2 separate regions of the Macaca mulatta genome follow, and region 1 is linked to region 2. A link is a contact called in public Hi-C data. All regions are on one chromosome and are shown on one strand. Each heading gives the region's core, a stretch centred on a gene start, on an enhancer-like site or on the middle of the called end of the contact. The rest is flanking DNA. Distances are from core to core; before and after follow the strand shown.

Region 1 (5,628 bases), core at 475-2,974, 170 kb before region 2:
AGAGGCCTCAGGCAGGAGTCTTCAGGGCCTGCAGGTCAACCTCACAGAAGCTGGAGAAAAGATCAGGGTGGCCCCACAGCAAGTCCCCAACCTTTTTGGCACTTGGGACAGGTTTCATGGAGGACAATTTTTCCGTGTTGGGGAGGAAGGTTTCGGGATGAAACTGTCCCACCTTAGTTCATCAGGCATTAGATTCTCACAGGGAGAGCGCAATCCAGATCCAAGTGCGCAGCTCACAGTACGGTTCATGCTCCTGTGGGAATCTGATGCCCAGGCTGACCTGGCAGTGGGTGGAGCTCAGGCGGTCATGCTCCCTCAATGCTCCCTCACCTTATCCTGTGCTGCCTGGTTCCTAACAGGCCACCAGCTGGTACTGGTCTGTGGCTGGGGGCTGGGAACCCCTGCCCTATAGGATTGGTCTTGGTATACCCAGCCCAGGAAACAGAGCCCAGTGGCTTCCCAGTTTCTCAGCCAGAGAGGCCCAGGCCCTGGACCCCAGAACAAGCCAGGAGAGAAGGTAGAGGTGGCTCAGGCCTGGGCAGGCAGCCCAGGTCGCCAGGATTGTGGTCCTCCCCATGCCCGCTTCAGGAGTCCTGGAGTTTGTGATGCTGCACCTTAGCGAGGCCCGAGCCATAGTTCTCCAGTTGCTTCTGCCCGTAGCAGTGCAGGGCCAGGAGAGGGGACACAGGAGGCCTTGCGTCACTACTGCATGGGGCCAAAGGGGGCCCGCAGATGGCCTAACACGGACAGCATGGCTGCTGCCAGGAAGATCCAGAACGTGGGAGGGGCAAGGCTCCTGCCCAGACTCCAGGCCTGGTGTCCATGGGGCTGCCAGGTCAGCACCCCGGGTACAGCGGGGAGGCTACATGGGCACCGCAGGCCCTATCTCTGGGCAGCTGTGGGAGACACACAGCTACTGGGAGGTGGACAGAGGCCAGCAAAGACCAGTGAGGGGCTCAGTGGTCCCCAGGCCTGGGCCGGGGCGGGCCCTTGGAGCTGTGGAGTCCTGAAGGCTGGAGTCGGGGGACCCAGGGAGCAGCCTCTGTTGGGGGCTGGTCTTCCCAAGAAGATCCCAGCCCCTCCTCGGGACGGAAGTGATGGGAGATCCTGGGGTGAGGAAGCTCCAGCTCCGGCGGGAAGGGCGTCCGGTGCCCCCAGGCAGAGCAGCCACAGGCAGAGCGGCCTGGAGGCCATGCTACCGCGGGCTGCGGAGTCCAGCGCGGCCCGGCCGGCGACAGACACTGGCCAGAGGGTCACTGCCCTGTAGGGGAAGGACCTGCCCGGGGAGCCACCTGCACTTGGCTCACACTCCGCTCCCAGGACCCCCAGGTCCCTGCCCAGGCCGCCCTCAGGTGGGCACGGACCGCGGGGCTGGACCCGCCCGAGCCGCCCTGACCTCAGGTCCCGGACGCTCCGCGCCGCAAGAAGACCGAGTGCGCCTCAGTCCGCAGTCTGGGGTGTGGACACACGGCCAGGACGCGCACGACAGGACCTCAGCAGCGGCGCGGGGAGACAGCCGGGCCCAAGCCCTGCGGCGAAAAGAAACCCCCGGCCCACTCGGCGCTGACACCGCCTCACGAAGCAACCCCGCGGGCGCAGCCGGTGGTCATCCGCGCACGCCCCGGCCCTTGTGCGCGTGCGCATCACGTGACGTCACCACGGCCCGGGAGTGCGCAGTCACCCTCCAGCCACCAGGAGGCGCGCCCCGCCCCCCTGCCCCGCTCTCTCGCTGCTGACAGCGCATGCGTCCGTCCAGCTCCGCCTTTGCCTCCAAGGCTTTGCGGGCTTGTGCGGCGTCCGCCTCCGACCGCGGGTTGTGCTTCCGGTGCGGAGGTCAGGGACAAGATGGTGCCGCCGGTGGAGGTCTCTCCGCTCATCAAGGTGATCCAGGCTTTGCAGCCGCCGAGCAGTGCTCTGGGCCCCTCCGTGTCCCGCCCCGCAGCTCCCACCCCGCGGGCTGCGACCCCCGCCCCCCGCCCCCCGCCCCCATGATCCCCGCCCGGCGACCCTCGCCCGGCGACCCGTCCCCCACCCCTCCTGCGATCTCTGCCCGGCGACCCCATCCCCTCTCCTCCCGCGACCCCCATCCCGCGAGTCCGGTTTCCCGCCGCCTCTGATCAACCTCTCTCGCAGCTCGGCCGCTACTCCGCCCTGTTCCTCGGTATGGCCTACGGAGCCACGCGCTACAGTGAGTGACCGCGGGCGGACCCGGGGCCGGGGCGGGATCTGCTCGGCTTTCCTGTGAAGTTCTTCATCTGCCATTTGGTGAACTCCAGCTCTGGAAGTGGGGCTGGGACTCATGCGAGGCAGACCGTGTCCTCCACCGAGCGGGACCCCTAGAGTGGAAACAGCTCACCCAAAGCTCAGGCCTCTGAGGCTCGGGCGGGGGACTCGAAAACGGCTGCTGCTTGTTGAAAACGGGTGCTGAGTGGGTGTTGGAGTGCTGAGGTCTGACGGGAGGCAGCCCCTGTTCACAGAGGACGAGTGAGCCAGTGCATGAGGGAGTGGGCAGCAGGGACCCTGTAGCCTCTGGATTGGACTCTTTAGGGTGAAGGTCAGGCGTTGACTCTCGTTGACATAAAGAGAGGGGACAGCAGGTGCTTCTGGTTCACAGCGTCGCTGAAGATACCTTGACCTGTGGACTCAGTTCCTTTTATGCAGCATTTCCAGTGAAGTTTATTCCCCTGCATTCCCCCAAACAGATTACCTAAAACCTCGGGCAGAAGAGGAGAGGAGGATAGAAGCAGAGGAGAAGAAGAGGCAGGATGAACTGAAACGGATTGCCAGAGAATTGGCAGAAGGTACGTGTGACACTAGCTCTTATAGATTGTCCCTCCCAGGTTTGTGCAGGGATAAGGAAAATGGAGAAGGACATTCAAGCAGAGCTAAGTAGATGTGGATTGTTTAAAAACAGGGAAGCTGGCCAGGCATGGTGGCTCATGCCTGTGATCCCAGCATTTTGGGAGGCCGAGGCGGGCAGATCACCTGAGGTCAGGAGTTCAAGACCAGCCTGACCAACATGGTAAAACCCTGTCTCTACAAAAATTAGCTGGGCATGGCTGGGTGTGGTGGCTCATGCCTGTAATCCTAGCACTTTGGGAGGCCGAGACAGGCAGACTGCCTGAGTTCAGGAGTTCGAGACCAGCCTGGGCAAGATGGTGAAACTCCATTTCTACTAAAATACAAAAAATCAGCCGGGCATGGTGGCAGGCATGTAATCCCAGCTACTCAGCTGAGGCACAAGAATTGCTTGAACCTGGGAGGTGGTGCTTGAATCCAGGAGGCAGAGGTTGCAGTGAGCTGAGATCACACCACTGCACTCCAGCCTGGGCAGCAAAGCAAAACTCTTTGTCTAAAAAAAAAAAAATTAGCCAGGTATGATGGCAGGTACATGTAATCCCAGCTACTCAGGAGGCTGAGGCGGGAGAATCGCTTTAACCTGGGATGCAGAGGTTGCAGTGAGCTGAGATCACACCATTGCACTTCAGCCTGGGTGACAGAGGGAGACTCCATCTCAAAACAAAAAAACAAACAAAAACAACTGGGAAGCTGACGTCTTTTTAGGTTACCTGCGTGTAGTAACATGTGCTTTTCTTCTAACCTTCCAGCCCAAGATGACAGCATATTAAAGTGAGTGACCCCGTGACCCTCTCTCTGGAGCAGCAGCGGATGAATAAAGCTTCCTGTGATGTGTGATACTCTGGCTCCTTCTCATTTGCTGTCACTGGTTGTCAAACTCCTAGGTTGAAGTTCTGTCCATCTCCCAGTTCACATGAGGTGGAAGACAGGGAGGGGGTTTCAAAAGTATTAATCCACGTGACCATTCACAGACCCAGAATGCATCATACAAACACAGCGAGAAGGACAGACGCGCGCTGCCTGTTCTGTCTGGGGCATCCAGGTGGGCGCCCCAAAGGGCGTCTGTAATGGTCAGTCAGCTGGAGGCCTCATGAGTACTGGGGTTGTCTTGATTCTGAGTTCTAGGCTGCTGCTGTCAGCAGCCCAGACTCCTGGATGGGGAGAGGTGGGCACTGGCTGCTGCCCTTACAGTTGGAAGCTGGGTCCTCCACGATAACTCCTTGCCCCCACCTGCCACTTCACAAATCCTCCCTTTGATCCCAGGAGGTGGCCAGGTCAGACTTGGGACTAAAAGTCCAGTGATGTGACCTCATGAGGACAGGGCCTGAGTGCTGTTTGAGCTGTGCAGGAAGGTGGTCCTGTGGTGCCTGAGCGACTTCCCTCTCCAACAGGATGGAAGTTGCTACTTCCCAATTACATGCCTTGAACAAATCTAGGCTTGGAGCCCCAGTTTGTAAAATGAGTTCATTTGCACATGTGAGGCCAGAGGGAGGAGCAGCCTACAAGCTTTTCAGGACATTTGGTTAAGGTGAGGTTTGAGTGAGCAAGATGCTTTCACATCCTGTCCTGGCGTCCAGAGGGGCTGGTTGCAGGGTCCTTCAGAACCTCTTAGGAGCCCCTCATCCCAGTCCCAGGCTCTGGATACCAGGGGTCTCTGACCAGTGAGATGAAAATGAAGGCTGGGCACGGTGGTTCACGCCTGTAATCCCAGCACTTTGGGAGGCTGAGGTGGGCGGATCACTTGAGGTCAGGAGTTCAAGACCAGTCTGGCCAACATGGCAAAACCCCGTCTTTACTAAAAATATAAAAATTAGCTGGTTGTGGTGATGGGTGCCTGTAATCCCAGCTACTCAGGAGGCTGAGGCAGGAGAATTGCTTGAACCCAGAAGGTGGAGGTTGCATTGAGCCAAGACCATGCCGCTACATTCCAGCCTGGGTGACAGAGTGAGACTGTCTCAAAACAAAAAATCCAGCACCCGTTTCCTGCAGGCCTTTGGCGGTGCTGGGCACGTCTGCTGCTCTCCTACACCCACCCCAATGACCCCATCTAGTTAAGTGTCATTGTCGGGAGCAAATGCTTTGGAGCTCCCATCATGAGTTGAACATCCCGAATTTAACATAATTCCCATTTCAACTGGGAAGTCCATTTCTTTGCCTCTGTCCTTTACTCCAGGCTCACCAATATTTAGTCATGGGGGTGCACAGGCATCGGCATCCAGCCCCGCCCTCCCCTCCTGGTGCCATCTGGAGCCATCAGAGCCACTGCGTGGTGTTCATTACAGATCATTTCTGCTCAGACCACTGAAGTTGGATGGCCGCTCTACCTGTGGCCTTGACCTTTCTGGCAGAATTTTTCTGATGGGTCAAATGTAGTGTGGCTTCTGCTATCATTTTACCACAAATAATGGGCAAGTGGTTTTCTGTTTATTTTATTCTGAATTTCTGAGCATGTGTGTTTTCCTAAACCAGATGAGAAACGGCCTGTGTCCATCTGTCTACCTGTATACACATATGTACATGTGTGGCTGCAAATGTTCTCAGTGATTTCAGAGTTCATGCATGGACCCTTTTCAAAGACCTCCCAGTGGTAACTATCCAAAAACGATGAGTAATGTAAGCTACAATTTATTCACAGTTGGCTTCAGTTTATAAAAACACGCATGGTGGCTCATGCCTGTAATCCCAGCACTTCAGGAAGCTGAGGCGGGGTGATCATCTGAGGTCAGGAGTTTGAGACCAGCCTGCCCAATATGGTGAAACCCCATCTGT
Region 2 (4,921 bases), core at 584-3,083:
CCAAGCGAAAGACTACAGAGGCCCCCTTTAAATCTTCAAAAGAGCCAAACCATGATTCATTAAAACATTAAGGCCAACTTACCTTGATTCGAGGCATAGTAACTGTAGGTGGCTTTGCTTCAGCCACAAAACTGTGAGATGCTCCTTTTTCCACAAGATAAGTTGTGTAGGGCATAAATTTCACACCCTTTGATCCAAACACAAAATCATCTCTCAAGGCATCTATCAGAACAATAACAACTTTACTGAAGAGAGGTGATGGCAGCGTGGTCCAGTTAGAACTGGCTCCTAAGTGTTTGAAAGAAAAAAAGGAAATTGAACTTTGAACTTTCCTAAGCATTCAAGCACCTCCACAATCTAGCTTCTACCTACTTCTCCAGCACATATCCTGCCATATCTATATAACCCAACCCAAAAGGAGGAGACTTCTACTTGGTAGGTAGTGCTGCCGGGAATGGACGGGGGTTAATAGGAGTAATCTCAGGGACCCACAGTAGTAAGCAGTTAATTATCCTTAGTATAGTGAGGAGTACCAGGGCAGGGGAATCCCTACGTAAGCGTCCTGGGATGGGACATTTAGGGAGCTTGACCTAAAACCCAGAGCTGCAAGAATGGGATGGCTGGGTGTTTATATACTGCGTTTCGCGGTCAGCGGCTGGTGTGTGCACGTGGTCCAGAACCAGGGCTCCTTTACTTGCTGTATATGGCTGGGTAGATGAAGACTAGGAAGGGGCCTAACGCAGAAAGGCCTTAGCCACTAGGCAGGGAAAACACCTTGGAGGAACGTAAGAGACCCAAACGCGAAGGGATCGGCAGGGGTCTTATCTGTAGTGTGCTAGGGGGCAAAAAGGGCGCCTGGAACAGGCAGTGACCCAAAGGCTCCTCAGGAGAGGGGCGGGGGCTCTGGACGAGTAGAGCTGGAGAGGCCGGATCCCAGGTATGGACACAGCTTACTTTGTGGTGATCAGGAAGGAAGGTCGAAGTGGGGCCAGTAGAGGTGGTTGCCACAAAGTTGTAAGAATACAGAAAAGAGACGCTGGAGCGGTTAAAAAAAAAAAAATTCTGGGGTGGGGACCATAACGGGAGACCACCGGGGAGCGCCGAGAAGAAATCCGAGCAGTGACGCTCAGAAAAAGGGTCTTCTAGGGGATGTGGGGTCAGGGGAGCGGAGATGCTGGGGAGGGGTCCGTACCAGCCGAGGGTTCGGGCGCTGGGGGCTCTGCTCCGTGTACCGCCCTCGCAGAGGAACGAACGGGAGCCGGAAAGAATCCCCGAAGGAAGACTGCGATCCCTAGCACCTCGATCGCTACGCAACAGGTAGCGAAAGTCCCGGAGCCCAGCCGCATCGTGGACACGCCAGGCAGGATGCGGAACCGACCCCACCTGGAGCTTCGCCCTGCTGCACCCGCGCTTCCGGCTCCAGGTAGCCGTCTCTAAGCAAGAACGCCAGGCCTTACCGTCGCAGCCACAGTGGCGTCACGTCCGCCGGCGGGCCACAGTGGCGCGTCACTTTCGCCGGCGCGCCAAAGCGGCGTCACGCTGGAAATACGCCCGGCGGGCGGTGATCCAGGCTCTCTGCGGCGGCCTTCCCTGCGAGTCCGCGGTGGGCGCAGCCCACTGCGAGGTACAAGGTTTTAGAATTTTTTCAATTTGGAAAGCCGGGCTCAGTGGCTCACGCCTGTAATCCCAGCACCTTGGGAGGCCGATGCGGGCGGATTCACGAGGTCAAGAGATGGAGACCTTCCTGGCTAACATGGTGAAACTACAAAAAATTAGCCGGGCGCGGTGGCGGGCGCCTGTAGTCCCAGCTACTCAGGAGGCTGAGGCGGGAGAATGGCGTGAACCCAGGAGGTGGAGCTTGCAGTGAGCCCAGATCGGGCCACTGCACTCCAGCCTGGGCGACAGAGCGAGACTCCGCCTCACAAAAAAAAAAAAAAAGTTTATTTGAAAATTTTATTTTTTAATGGACACATTGTAAAGGCACATATTTATGGGCACGATTTGATGTTCAGATAAATATATATTGTTGTCTTAATTTAATTTAGGAGAGCTAAATAATTAAACAGGCCAAAGTACATAAGAAAGCAGCAGCCTTTTATTGCAAATATGCACACACTCTTGGGGTAGGTTCTCCAGTCCTCAGGTATGGGGCCAGAGAAGCCCACCGGCCTCTGCTGGGGAACTTTTATGCATTGATACTGGAAGGGGGAGGGCAGTGGGCGGGATAAGGGCGTGATAGGGGCGTCTCAGTAGGCGTGGGCGGGTAAGTTTGATTTCTTCGGATTGAGGTCACCTGGCCGACGCTCCGTTGCCCTGCACTTTCTGGGCGCGGGAAAGTTGGTGATGAACAACACGGAAGCAATCGGGACTGTGCCATGTTGTTCACCTTCCTCCATTTTGGTCCCTTCTCCCTCACCCAAACAGTCTAACCTCTTATTAATTGTAGGAATTTGGGGCGCCATTGTCAGTCTGGCTGCTTCCTGCTGTTAAGGGGCGTAGTTAGGGTCTGAGGTTGGCAGTTGGGTGTAGGGATGCAGGAGCATTTGGTTGAAGGTGACTGGGTGATTTCTTGGACCCTAGCTCGGAGAAATTTTATTAGAATGGGAGCAAAGCATAACATAAGACAGAGGATTAGTATGGGAATTAGGAATGGAAGCATCTGCTGTACTACAGGCAGCAGTGATACCAACAATTTAAGGGGGCATTAAATTGTTGAAGCTCCTTTTTGATTTTGTTTAACGTTTGGACGTTGGTGTCAACCAGGCCTAATCCATTTATGTAGTAGCAACACTCCTCTCCTAGGGAGAGGCATGCTCCTCCTTTTTCACCAGTAAGAAGATCTAATGCCCGCCTATTTTGTGCTGCTACCTGGGCTACTGAGGTGATTTGACGTTGTAAAGAGGCTAGGCTTTCAGCTGAAGCCTCTATGGCTGCTTGGACCTGAGTGGAGAGGGTCTGTGTGGATTGAATCGAGTGGGTGAGGGCCCCTGTTCCAAGTCCTGAGGCTACTAGGGACGATGCTAGGGAAACCCCGATAACTAAGGGAAGAAAAATGGCCCGTTTTTGGATTTTATTGCTGGAAGTGGTAAGCTGGGAAGCTAGCTCGGACAATTCTCCTTCGCCATATAGGGTTAAAGTAGGCACTAAAGACACCGGAACACAAAGGGATTGGGTGATGGAGGTGTGGTTAAGAGTTTTAGATAAGGCCAGGCGCGGTGGCTCAAGCCTGTAATCCCAGCACTTTGGGAGGCCGAGACAGGCGAATCACGAGGTCAGGAGATCGAGACCATCCTGGCTAACACGGTGAAACCCCTCTCTACTAAAAAATACAAAAAACTGGCCGGGCGAAGTGGCGGGCGCCTGTAGTCCCAGCTACTCGGGAGGCTGAGGCAGGAGAATGGCTAAACCCGGGAGGCGGAGCTTGCAGTGAGCTGAGATCCGGCCACTGTACTCCAGCCTGGGCGACAGAGCGAGACTCCGTCTCAAAAAAAATAAAAAATAAAAAATAAAAGAGTTTTAGATAAAGTTTGGTCACACCAGAAGTAGCCGCCAACAGGAGCCATCTGGGTCCCGCTGGGAGCTTGGGTATGATTACACCACGAAGGGTTGGGAGTAGAGTAGCAGAAAGGAAGGGTTTGACTTTCTGGATCATGGTATAATGAGACTTGAGGTAAGGATGTTGCTTGAGAGGAGCTGGTAGGGTTGGTGGTGATATTGAAAGCGGCTGGTAGAGGGACCGCCACTAAGGGAGGTTTCCCGAGTGCAGCGCAGAGGAAGCAGTGGGAGAGGTTTTTCAGTCCAACTGCCTGTGTCAAGTTAAGTCCGTGGCGAATAAGTGTCAACCATGAGAATGGGTCCTCATTGTTAGGGGGTAATGGGTCCTCATTGTTAAGGGGGCTTAACTGTTTTTGTAGTTTTTGTTCATGAGATTTTATGGCTGAGGTTAAATTTTGTAAATTTTGTAGGGCCTGTACACCTTTAGGGAGATGTACTTGCTGTACGTATACTCTCTACCTGGATGATTGTGGTGGGATATGAGGAAACAGATGATGCATATAGTCCACCTTTAACTCCCTGGGCCCACCAGGGGTCCCAGGGATCCTTAATATGAAGAGTATATTTGCCTGATGTTAAATTTCTTGTAAAAGGTCGATCTTTGGGGGTACAATAACCATTCTCACACAGTGGGGCCAACTCATGGATGTTGCAATAGTTGTATGGACACCCCAGGTTGGTTTCTTGCCAGTAATTTTTACAATTATATTCAGTTTGGTCGTACAAGAAACATATGACTGGGCGGTCATAGTTGCCGACGGAACCTAGGTCAAATTTAAGGGAGAGGGCAGCTTGATAGCCCTGGGGGGAGCAATCTGCAGTGCCTTGCATGGCTGAGTGTACCTGGTTGTTTGTAGACCAGATTTCAGTTGTAGAGAATCTCCATATAAACTTAGGATTAGTAGGAGTAACTAGGGGAATTAGAGTAAACCATAATAATGGTAACGAAGGTGTAGAGGGTAAGTTCGACATTGCTGAAATCACAAAGGGCACCCTGCCAAACTAGGTCTTCTATGAGAGTGAAAAGTCGGGAGACCCACTGGTTGGGGGATGGGTCGGGAAGGAGGGTATCTATGGGGTTTATGAGGGAAAAGTCAGTTAAGTTAAGATGAAGAATAGTGAGGAAACGGAAAAATTTGAGGAGGGTGTGGCTCATCTAACTTGTTTCTGTCTTGGTTATTTTTAGACGGGTGGGTGACAGTTGGGTGGACTGCCACTTAGCCTGAGGGGGCTGGGCTCTCTTCAACTGGGTAATATGGACCCAGGAACCGAGACCTAGAAGCTTGGCTGCTGTAGAAGTGGTGAGAATTACTGTGTATGGGCCTTTCCACCTAGGAGTAAGGCCCTTTGCATGTAGATCCTTGAG

The links. A called contact is a pair of places that touch in the nucleus more often than the background predicts.
Region 1: a contact with region 2 is called in a Hi-C map of fetal cortex germinal zone, with 2.1 times the contacts expected there. The contact joins the promoter of ATP5ME here to the promoter of PIGG in region 2. A contact is called at or near these places in 2 of 14 Hi-C or Micro-C datasets (CD4 T cells and fetal cortex germinal zone).

What each region holds. Positions count from the first base shown.
Region 1 is chr5:734,344-739,971 of T2T-MMU8v2.0, reverse strand. ATP5ME (ATP synthase membrane subunit e) reads left to right here and starts at 1,724. Exons shown (of 3, transcript XM_078002853.1): 1 at 1,724-1,881; 2 at 2,703-2,801; 3 at 3,615-3,696. The coding sequence starts at 1,743. The coding sequence ends at 3,634. MYL5 (myosin light chain 5) reads right to left here and starts at 1,716. Exons shown (of 8, transcript XM_078002849.1): 1 at 1,397-1,716. It overlaps PDE6B (phosphodiesterase 6B), which reads right to left. Exons shown (of 21, transcript XM_078002804.1): 21 at 5,250-5,628.
Region 2 is chr5:561,845-566,765 of T2T-MMU8v2.0, reverse strand. PIGG (phosphatidylinositol glycan anchor biosynthesis class G) reads right to left here and starts at 1,833. Exons shown (of 12, transcript XR_013417624.1): 1 at 1,458-1,833; 2 at 83-288. All of the region lies in intron 1 of LOC144341060 (a long non-coding RNA gene), which reads left to right.